Linked DNA regions of Pan troglodytes: all the other regions are linked to region 3. The links are chromatin contacts, called in public HiChIP or PLAC-seq maps. All regions are on one chromosome and are shown on one strand. The core of a region is the stretch at or near the end of the contact, and the rest is flanking DNA. Distances in the headings are between cores, read along the strand shown.

Evidence for each region. HiChIP or PLAC-seq counts read pairs in DNA pulled down with a chosen protein or histone mark.
Region 1: an H3K4me3 HiChIP or PLAC-seq map of stem cell-derived excitatory neurons shows a contact between it and region 3, with 3 times the contacts expected there. The contact joins the promoter of GAB2 here to the promoter of ALG8 in region 3. A contact is called at or near these places in 1 of 7 Hi-C or Micro-C datasets (stem cell-derived neural progenitor cells) and 1 of 1 datasets of contacts at active chromatin or transcription factors (stem cell-derived excitatory neurons).
Region 2: an H3K4me3 HiChIP or PLAC-seq map of stem cell-derived excitatory neurons shows a contact between it and region 3, with 4 times the contacts expected there. The contact joins the promoter of NARS2 here to the promoter of ALG8 in region 3. A contact is called at or near these places in 1 of 7 Hi-C or Micro-C datasets (stem cell-derived neural progenitor cells) and 1 of 1 datasets of contacts at active chromatin or transcription factors (stem cell-derived excitatory neurons).

The regions. Positions count from the first base shown.
Region 1 is chr9:80,441,747-80,444,716 of NHGRI_mPanTro3-v2.0_pri, forward strand. GAB2 (GRB2 associated binding protein 2) reads right to left here and starts at 1,711. Exons shown (of 10, transcript XM_001164121.8): 1 at 1,503-1,711. The coding sequence starts at 1,577.
Region 2 is chr9:80,598,410-80,601,359 of NHGRI_mPanTro3-v2.0_pri, forward strand. NARS2 (asparaginyl-tRNA synthetase 2, mitochondrial) reads right to left here and starts at 1,472. Exons shown (of 14, transcript XM_522122.7): 1 at 937-1,472. The coding sequence starts at 1,077.
Region 3 is chr9:80,161,800-80,164,604 of NHGRI_mPanTro3-v2.0_pri, forward strand. ALG8 (ALG8 alpha-1,3-glucosyltransferase) reads right to left here and starts at 1,506. Exons shown (of 13, transcript NM_001280231.1): 1 at 1,371-1,506. The coding sequence starts at 1,465. LOC107967166 (a long non-coding RNA gene) reads left to right here and starts at 1,588. Exons shown (of 2, transcript XR_001707455.4): 1 at 1,588-1,949.

The DNA.
Region 1 (2,970 bases), core at 461-2,960, 280 kb after region 3:
AGTTTATTTCTTAATAATTATACTTTGGCTACATAGACACTCCTAAAAATGAGCTTCCGAACTGAGATGAACAATTCACTGCTTCATTCCTCCTATAAATCCATGTCCACTTTCAAAACTCATGTGCTAAATCCTTAGATTTTTTTTCCCCAGCAAACATCTACGTAAGAGCCTGATTTCATTGACACACACTTGCACTCCGCAACAACAACACTTCCTTTGAAAAACAGAATGTCACTTCCTCAGTCCAGAGGCCAGAAGTCCCTTGATTCTGATCTGGGGAGCCAAGACAGGAAATTCTGGTAGGCTTCTGCCTCTCCCCCCATGGACAGCCACTGGTGCAGCTGACAGAGGGCAGGGTCTATTCCGAGCTCCCTTGATGCACTGCAGCTGGAGGCAACGGCTCCCTTCCAGGCTGTGGGAGTGATCCCGGAGTTCGGCACCACAGCCCGTTAAACAAGGGCATTTCATGGGAAACGGAGAGGGAGCAGATGAGAGACCTTGAAACCTTCCAGCAACCTTACCCCCACTTCCAAACTCCCGCGACTACCCCAAGACCATTTCGGCCAAATCTCAGTAACTGGCACCATCTTGTACTTTGACCTCACCAGGCAAGGCATCCTCTGGGGAGAGGGGTTAAAAAAAAAAAAAAAAAAAGCCAGAACTCCACGGCTCAGCGCCACGCTGTTCCACCTCCCCCAGGCTGCCAGTTCCCCACCTAGAGGGAAAAGGCTGTTCCAGCGATGTCAGTAAACACTGTCGGTTGGCAACACCTGGCCGCGGAGAGCTTCGATCTCTCCCGACCCCAGACACCCGGGAGCTGCCCGGTCCCAAACCCGGGCCAGCCACGGGGACCAAACTGCAGTGTCACACCGGGGTCGGGGGAGGCGCCTGTGAGAGACGAACGGAATAAAGGGAAAGAAGGGGGACAAACAAATGAGTCACTTAATACAAGGGCTGCACATGCCGCTGACGCTGCCGGTGATGCAGCCGCGGACGGAGGGAGGCCGGCGGCCGGGAGGGGCAGGCGGAGAAAGGGAAGGAGAGGGCGTGAGGCGCTCGCCCTTTGTGGGGCCGTCCGCGCGGCCCCACAGCCTACGCCCCCCTTTCCCGCCCTCTCCCCGACCCTGCGGGCTGAAGCTGCTCGGGGCTGCCGCGGAGCCCCAGCCCCGAGAGTCAACTCTCTCGGTCTCCAGAAGCCATCAATACAAACTTCGACACTATATTTAGTTCACGAGCAGACCGGCTTGGGAGGCGCCGCCGCCGCGCCCGCCTGGCGGGGCAGGAGCCGCAGCCTCAACCTGCCGCCCGCCCCGCCCCTCGGCGGCCCACCTGTGACAGGTGTGCAGGTGCCCCACACGCCCCCGGCCGCTCCTCGCCCCCGGCCCCCCGCGGCTCCGGGCCCGAGCTCCCCAGCCTGCCGCCCCTCCGGGAGTCCCCCGCCCCTCCGCAGGCCCCGGAGCGCCCCCCGCCCGCCCCTGGGCGGCCGCGCCCGCACTCACATAGCGCCTCAACTTCTTCTCGGGAGGCGATTTCCTCAGCCAGCCGGTGCACACCACGTCGCCGCCGCCGCTCATGCTGCCGGCCTGGAGCCCGCCGCCGGGTCGCGCGGACGAGGGCGCGGGCTCGGGCAGCTGGGGCAGCGGCCGGCGGTGCGCAGCTCGCGGGAGGCCAGGGGCGGGGCGGGCGGGGCGGGCGGCCCGGCGGGGACTAGGCGGCGCGGCGCGCGCCCGGCAGCCTCGCGCGCGCCCGCTCCCCCGCCCCGAGCGCGCGCAACCCGCACTCTCCGCCCGGCCGCCGGGGGAGCAGCTGCAGCTGGAAGGCCGGCTCGCTCGCCACGCCCGCTCCCGCCGCGCCCCCGAGGCCGCCGCGCACGCGGACGCGGGGCTAGGGACCCGCGAGGATACAGAAAGCCACCGCCGCCGGCGCGCCCCGGAGTCTCGCTTTCTCCTGAGGCCCCAAGCCGCGGGCGCGGAGGCCAGGGAGGCGACCGCGCCCCTGGCGCTGGCGGGTGTGAGGGGAAGGGACTGCGCGCCCTCGGTCGTCGATCGATTTTTCACCGAGCGTCGACGGGGAAGGGATACTAGGGCTGCTCACGTTTCCGATACATTCTGCGGGTCAGGTTCCGGCTGAAAGGAGGGACGTCTTCCCAGCAAGAAGCTCCTTAACTTTGGCGTCCCTCGGCGGGAGGAGGAGACGGACCTACTACGCGCCGGAGCCTTTGCTTTTGTAGCTTACAGGATTGTCTTCAGTATTGTTCCTATTTTATGGACAGCCTAAGGGCAAGGGCTTGTACAAAGCCGAGCCAATTTTCCAATTCAGGTGTGTGGGGGAGGAGGGGTCCCGGTCATCTGCTATTCAAAATGAGGGCATTGCCTTAATGGGATCGACCTGGGAGCCTCTCATTGCCTGGAAACCAAGTCCAGCTGACTCCCTCCTACACTGCCTCTGGGAAAACACAGTTTAGTATAGAAAATTCGCATGATTTGTAGAATGGAAGAAGCAAAACTAGTCAATGTATTTCATAATGAATTGGAAGGCAAGGTCAAGTGCAGAAGAACAAGAAATTGGGGTCCAAATTCCCCAACGTTCCCGCTCATTGACACAGGCTTTGAGACCTCTGTTTGTAAATATAATGATATCCCAGATGTACGTGGAAGCACACAACCCCAGCACTTCAGCGGGAGGGGGGAGAAAAAGAAAATCTTTTGTACGAGCTCTTTTCTCATCACAAAGTGTCTCTCTAAGCAGCATTAAAAGGCAGGTCCTCCCTAACTTCTCTGATAAGTGGATAGTAACCTGTTTATTCAATGGGGAACCGTGCTGTGTGGACAGATGAATTGGAGAAGCAGCATCTTGCACTGCCCCACACAACCTCAGACTAAAGCTGTTTTGTTCATTTCTGTCTCTGTGCAGCTGAGTTGTTTCAAGCAGTTGGACATCATTTGGTCCAACAGATCTTGATTGGGT
Region 2 (2,950 bases), core at 222-2,721, 440 kb after region 3:
CCTATAGTTTCAGCTACTCTGGAGGCCGAGGCAGGAGGATTGCTTGAGCCTGGGAGATGGAGGTTGTAGTGACCTGAGATCACACCACTGCGCTCCAGTCTGGGTGACAGAGCTAGACCCTGTCTCAAAAAATAAATAACCACATCAGTGTACTTCAGCAACCTAATAAGAAACAGTCAAACACCTTGTTTATTCTGCACCTCTTCTATGTGGAGCTGCTGCAAATAATATAATCAGCAAGAGAAACAACAGCAGCTAACATTTGAAGACTATGAGCCACTGTTCTAAATATCTTACTTCCATTACCTCATTTAATTTTCAGGACTCAGGGACAATTATTATCTCTTTCCATAAGAGGAAAATAAGGTGTAGAACGCATAAACGCTATGCAGAGATTTAAACCTAAGCAGCTTAACTCCAGAGCTCTTTCAAACTGCTACATTCCAGTCTTTCTCCGAATTCATTAAAAATAAATTACATGCAGACCCCCACAATAGGCACTGAGGTGGCTAAAAGTTTAAAAGGCATGGTTTGAACAAGTATTTGCTGTCAGCCATGTGTGAATACAAAGGCAGGTAAGACACGGTTTCTGCTCTCAAGGAGGGAGGTCAAGACGACCACTTTATAAACCTGGATATTCATTATAAGGGATAAAGATAGAGAAAGGGGGCTTGTTCATTTACACTTTTGGTATGATTAATAAGTTTACAGGTAATACCCTGGAATCATGAAAGCAAAGTTCCAGCGCTTTACAGTCATCGGAACAGTTTTGTGAAAAGTAATGGAAAGCAGAAAAGTGCAAACCCGCGACGCCTACACTTTCCAACTTTTCCCTGCTGGTGGTTGTGTCTGACCCGACCGTAAAAGAAAAGCTAGATGTGGATGTGCCATATAAGTCCCTACAGGAAAAAACCCACTCCCTTCCCATTCACCAACCTGGATCTTAATGCGCTCCCCACTCGCGTTCTGAGCCCCGAGAGCGTCCCGCACGCTCAGTTTGGCTGAAGGTTTGTGCTTGGGGAAGGGGGCGGAGGAACAGAAGCGCACGGACCGCAGCAGGCAGCGGACCCCCAGCATCCCGCGTCCGACCAGGCCCTCCGCGGGAGCAGCCCAGACCCCACGGTTCGAAACCCGCCTGCAGCGGCCCTCCTTTCTCAGCTGCTCCCCTTCCGCGACCGCAGCTCTGCTCTAAGGCACTCCAGAGCCCCTCGGCTGCGCGCTTTCTCCTTCAGGACTCCCAGCTCTATCCCCACAGAACCTCTCCGCTTCCCACTTCCCAACGGGGCGGAATGGACAGGACACTAGGCAAACGCCAGAAAGAAACCACGTGCAGTTGGCAGCTGGGGCGCCCCACTGCCCGCGACAATTGTAAACCTACGAACAGACCCCGGGCCGCAACACGCGCAACCACTCCGTCCACACCACGCCAACGCCGCTTACGTCATCACGCTACGGGGAAGAAGGGAGAGCATGCGTACTCGTGACCCAGGCTTAGGGAGGCGTGCGGGAGGGGGGCGGGGTCAGGAGCCGAGACGGGGCGGAGCTAATGCCCTAAGGTTGTAGAGATTATTGCTGAAAGAACGTGGGAGCACATCTGAGGGTCTTCATTTCTAAACTTTCCAGGTGAGGCTGAGAAACTGAGAGGCAAGGAGTGACTGATGGAGAGGGAAACCGTCTCCATCAGTCAACAATAGGGATCCAAGTAAGAGGAGGCTCTTAGCTGTTAACAGGATTCGCTTGAAGAGATCAGTCTTTCCTTTCCTGAGTTCTCCGCAGAGAAATATCAGACATAGCCCCTCTGCGCAAGTCACAGTTGTGTGGTATCAGACAGCTAAACAGACAGTTGCATAAAAGGGTGATCAGTTTGCCTGAGATGGCTTCCTGGAGAAAGTAGTCCTCTGACAGGTAAATAAAAGGAACTGGAGGGACCTTGCATATGGCAGGCAAGACGGTGGGAAGATGTTGCAGAGACTGGAGGAAAGTCGAGTGTTTCCTGCCAGAATCCTCCAAGTCTCCCTCTTCCCTCTGCCCTCCAACACAGCTATCTGCATTTGTTTGACCTGGAAACAATGACCCTTTTATATATTAGGCTACGTTTTATTTAAAAAAAAAAATTCTGTAACTCAATGACAGTCATTAAAAGGTTTTTAATCTAATTTAAAAAGTAAAACGTTTGGCCAAGTGCGGTGGCTCACGCCTGTAATCCCAACTCTTAGGGAGGCAGAAGCAGGAGGATTGCTTCAGCCCAGGAGTTCAAGACCGGCGCTCGCCCTCGCTGTCTCTCTCCCGCTCCCTCTCACTCTCACTCTCTCTCTCTCACTTTTACCTTACTTAAAGTTGCTACTATTATTATACCCATTTTACAAATGAGAGAACTTACACACAGAAAGGCTAGATGACCTACTTAAGGATACACATTCCCTAAGTGTGAGATTTAAACCCAGAAGTGCTGGCTCTATGCACTTAAGCAGTATGCTGTATTACATAGTGTCCCAAGGTGATCCGTTCCATCAAGGAGCTCATGCTTTAGAGATGGAGACAAGCAAGAAAAGAGACTACTGAAATATCAACCAGTAAGTGCACACATAGATGTATGAGTTGTCTGCATTTGTTTGGACTGAAAAGTCACCCTTATATATTAGGCTACCTCTTAAATTTATCCAAAAAATTATTTTTGATATTTTATCCAAATATTATATTGGATAAAATATAATAAAATTATAATATATACATGTATCACAATTTTATATTTTATATAATATAAATGTGTTCCCTGGTTCTTTTAATAAATTAAAATTATAAATATAATAAAATTATAATTATAAATTATATAATTAAATTATATTGGATATATTATATATTATATATAAAATATGTTGGATAAAATATAATATAGTCTAGAGAAGGAGAAAATTAAGCTGAATTTTTGAAGTGGATCAATATTTTGCCA
Region 3 (2,805 bases), core at 256-2,755:
ACTTGAGGTCAGGAGATTTGAGATCAGCCCTCTGCCATCACGGTGAAACCCCGTCTCTACTAAAAATACAAAAATTAGCCTGGCGCGGTGGTGCAAGCCTGTAATCCCAGCTACTCCGGAGGCTGAGGCAGGAGAATCGTTTGAACCCGGGAGGCAGAGGTTGCAGTAAGCTGAGATCGTGCCACTGTACTCCAGCCTGGGTGACAGAGTGGGACGAGACTGTCTCAAAAAAAAAATAATAACAAACAAAAAAAACAACTCTGAGGATACATTTCTAGCCTGAGGCAACTAAAGCAAGAAATAATCTTCTTATGCACAGACCTACAGTTAATCATTTTACTGAATCTACATATACATTCCACTTACATGATTACATATACGCATCAGTATGGACTTACATTCTATACATATGACTCTCCCATATTCAACAAGAGATCACCAAGAGCCTGAATCAAAGGATACCAATAAAACAAACCCTAAACTAGGAAGTGGGAGGGAAAGGAGAAAAGGGATGAGGGAGAAAAAGAAAAAAGAGGAAGGATGAAGGGAAGGCGGAAGCCAATATTAATAAATACTGAGTACCTACTGTATACACACCACCATTTCATGGTTGCTTCTTGGTTTCCACGCTTTCAGTCTTGGCCCTACATCCATTTTTTACACAGCAGTCTAACTGTGGTCTTCGAAACCCTGTGTTATCTGTCCCCTGTGCACCCCATCCTGTGCCACTCCTCTCCCTCAATATTCTGCAGCCACAAGGGGCACTTTCTGTTCCTAGAATGCTCTGACTTCTTTCCTGCCACAGGGCCTTTGAACTTACTCTTTCCTATGCCTGAACTGCTTTCCACATCACTTATTCTTTTTCATTTTTTGAATTTCAACTCAAACATCACCTTCTAAAGGAATAGCGCACAGCCACTTAGTAACCCTCTATTTCCTTTATCACAATCTGAAAAGTTCCTGTTTGTCTAGCTCCACCCACCAACTTCGAGGGCAAGGACCAGCAATGTCTTGCTCACCACCGCATCTCCCGGGAGTTAGAACGGTACCTGGCGCCTCAGGCATCTGATAATACTGGCTGAATGGCTGTTGGAGGCAGAGGTTCTTAACTGCCTATTAAGGATGAGGACCCTGAGGTTCAGAAACGTTAAAGTGATTTGTTCCAAATCAGACAGCGCCAGGTCTGAACCTAGCCAGCTGGGGCTAAGTCAAGTAACAACTGGCGAAACAGAAAGCTTAGCAAAGGCAGGATAGCGACAAACACGACCTAAAGTTTTCTCTTCATACCCAGGGATATCCACACCTTTCTGTCCCGCCCTGACCGACCGCGGGGCCTCCCCGCCCAGCCCCTGGCCGTGCGAGTCCCTTACTATGTGGGGATGAGAAGGCATTTGAGAAGAGTCACCCCGAGCGCCAAAGCCGAAAACCAATTGCCAGTACCCGTGGCAATTGTGAACGCCGCCATTGCTGCGGCACCGCACACTTCCCACCAACTTGATCCACATCCGGGATCCCGCGCATGCGGAGAAAGCCCTCTGAAGCCGTGCCCGCTAGCTGCGCGCATGCGGCGAGCAGCGCAGCCAGTCCGGGGACTGCAGTCAGCTATTTAAACCTCCCGCCCACCTTTTCTTTATACCCGCGTCTCACCCCGGGCCGGAAGGGCTCCTGCGCAGGCGTTTGTAGCCACTTTTAAGTTTTATCAGCTAGTTCATGCTTGCGTTGAAAGAGTGGTCGTTTACGCTGGGTCATCACTGTGTAGTATTGGGGATACTTAGGTGAGAAAAAAACTTAACGCTAGAGACGTTCACGCACTAGTGGAGAAGCCAGGATTGTTGCCCTAGAGTTACAGTAGATAAAAGTACCTGAGAGAACTGCGGGGGCTCCCAACCTGGACGCTTGCACCGGAGTATTAAATCCAGCTAGAGAATGGCATGTGCAAAGATACAGAGGTGAGAAACATTGTGTTTTTAGAACTCTGAGCGAGGCTCTTGGCTCAGCCCCTGCTTGAGCGGAACCCATTCTGGAAGCAGGGTAGAGGCTAGTCCTAACGCTTAGTGTACAAATAGCCTACGGTTCATGTTAAAATAATTCGGATTCTGATTCAGTAGGCCCAACAAACTCGCAGATTGCGTAATGACTGAGGCACATGCAATTTAATTAGGCTTGTCTCATTATTTTACTGTATGATCTTGGACAAACTAAACTCTAAACCTCAGTTTCTTTTTTTTTAATTTTTATTTATTTATTTATTTTTGAAAATAGGAGATAAAAATGGTTTCTGGCCGGACGCGGTGGCTCACGCCTGTAATCCCAACACTGGGAGGCCGAGGTGGGCGAATCACCTGAGTTCAGGAGTTTGAGATCAGCCTGGCCAATATGGTGAAACCCTGTCTCTACTAAAAATTAAAAAAAAATTAGCCGTGCATGGTGGCGGGCGCTTGTAATTCCACCTACTCGGGAGGCTGAAGCTAGAGAATCGCGTGAACGTGGGAGGCGGAGGTTGCAGTGAGCCGAGATCGCGCCATTGCACTTCAGCCTGGGCAAGCCTCAGGCCTGTTTATCCAAGATGCTTTTAGTCTAAAAAAAAAAAAAGTTTCAGCCTCATAAAGTGGTTGTGAGGATTAAATGAGAATGCATGTAAATTGCTTGATATGATTCCAGGACAGAATAAATGCTCAATAATGTGTCAGATCAGTTAATTATCTTGCTGAAAGATGCACAGCAAGTAGGTGACAGTGTCACCTCCCTAATATGAGTTTATGCCCTCCCACAGCTTCAGCTGCTACCCATGTGAATATGATTCAC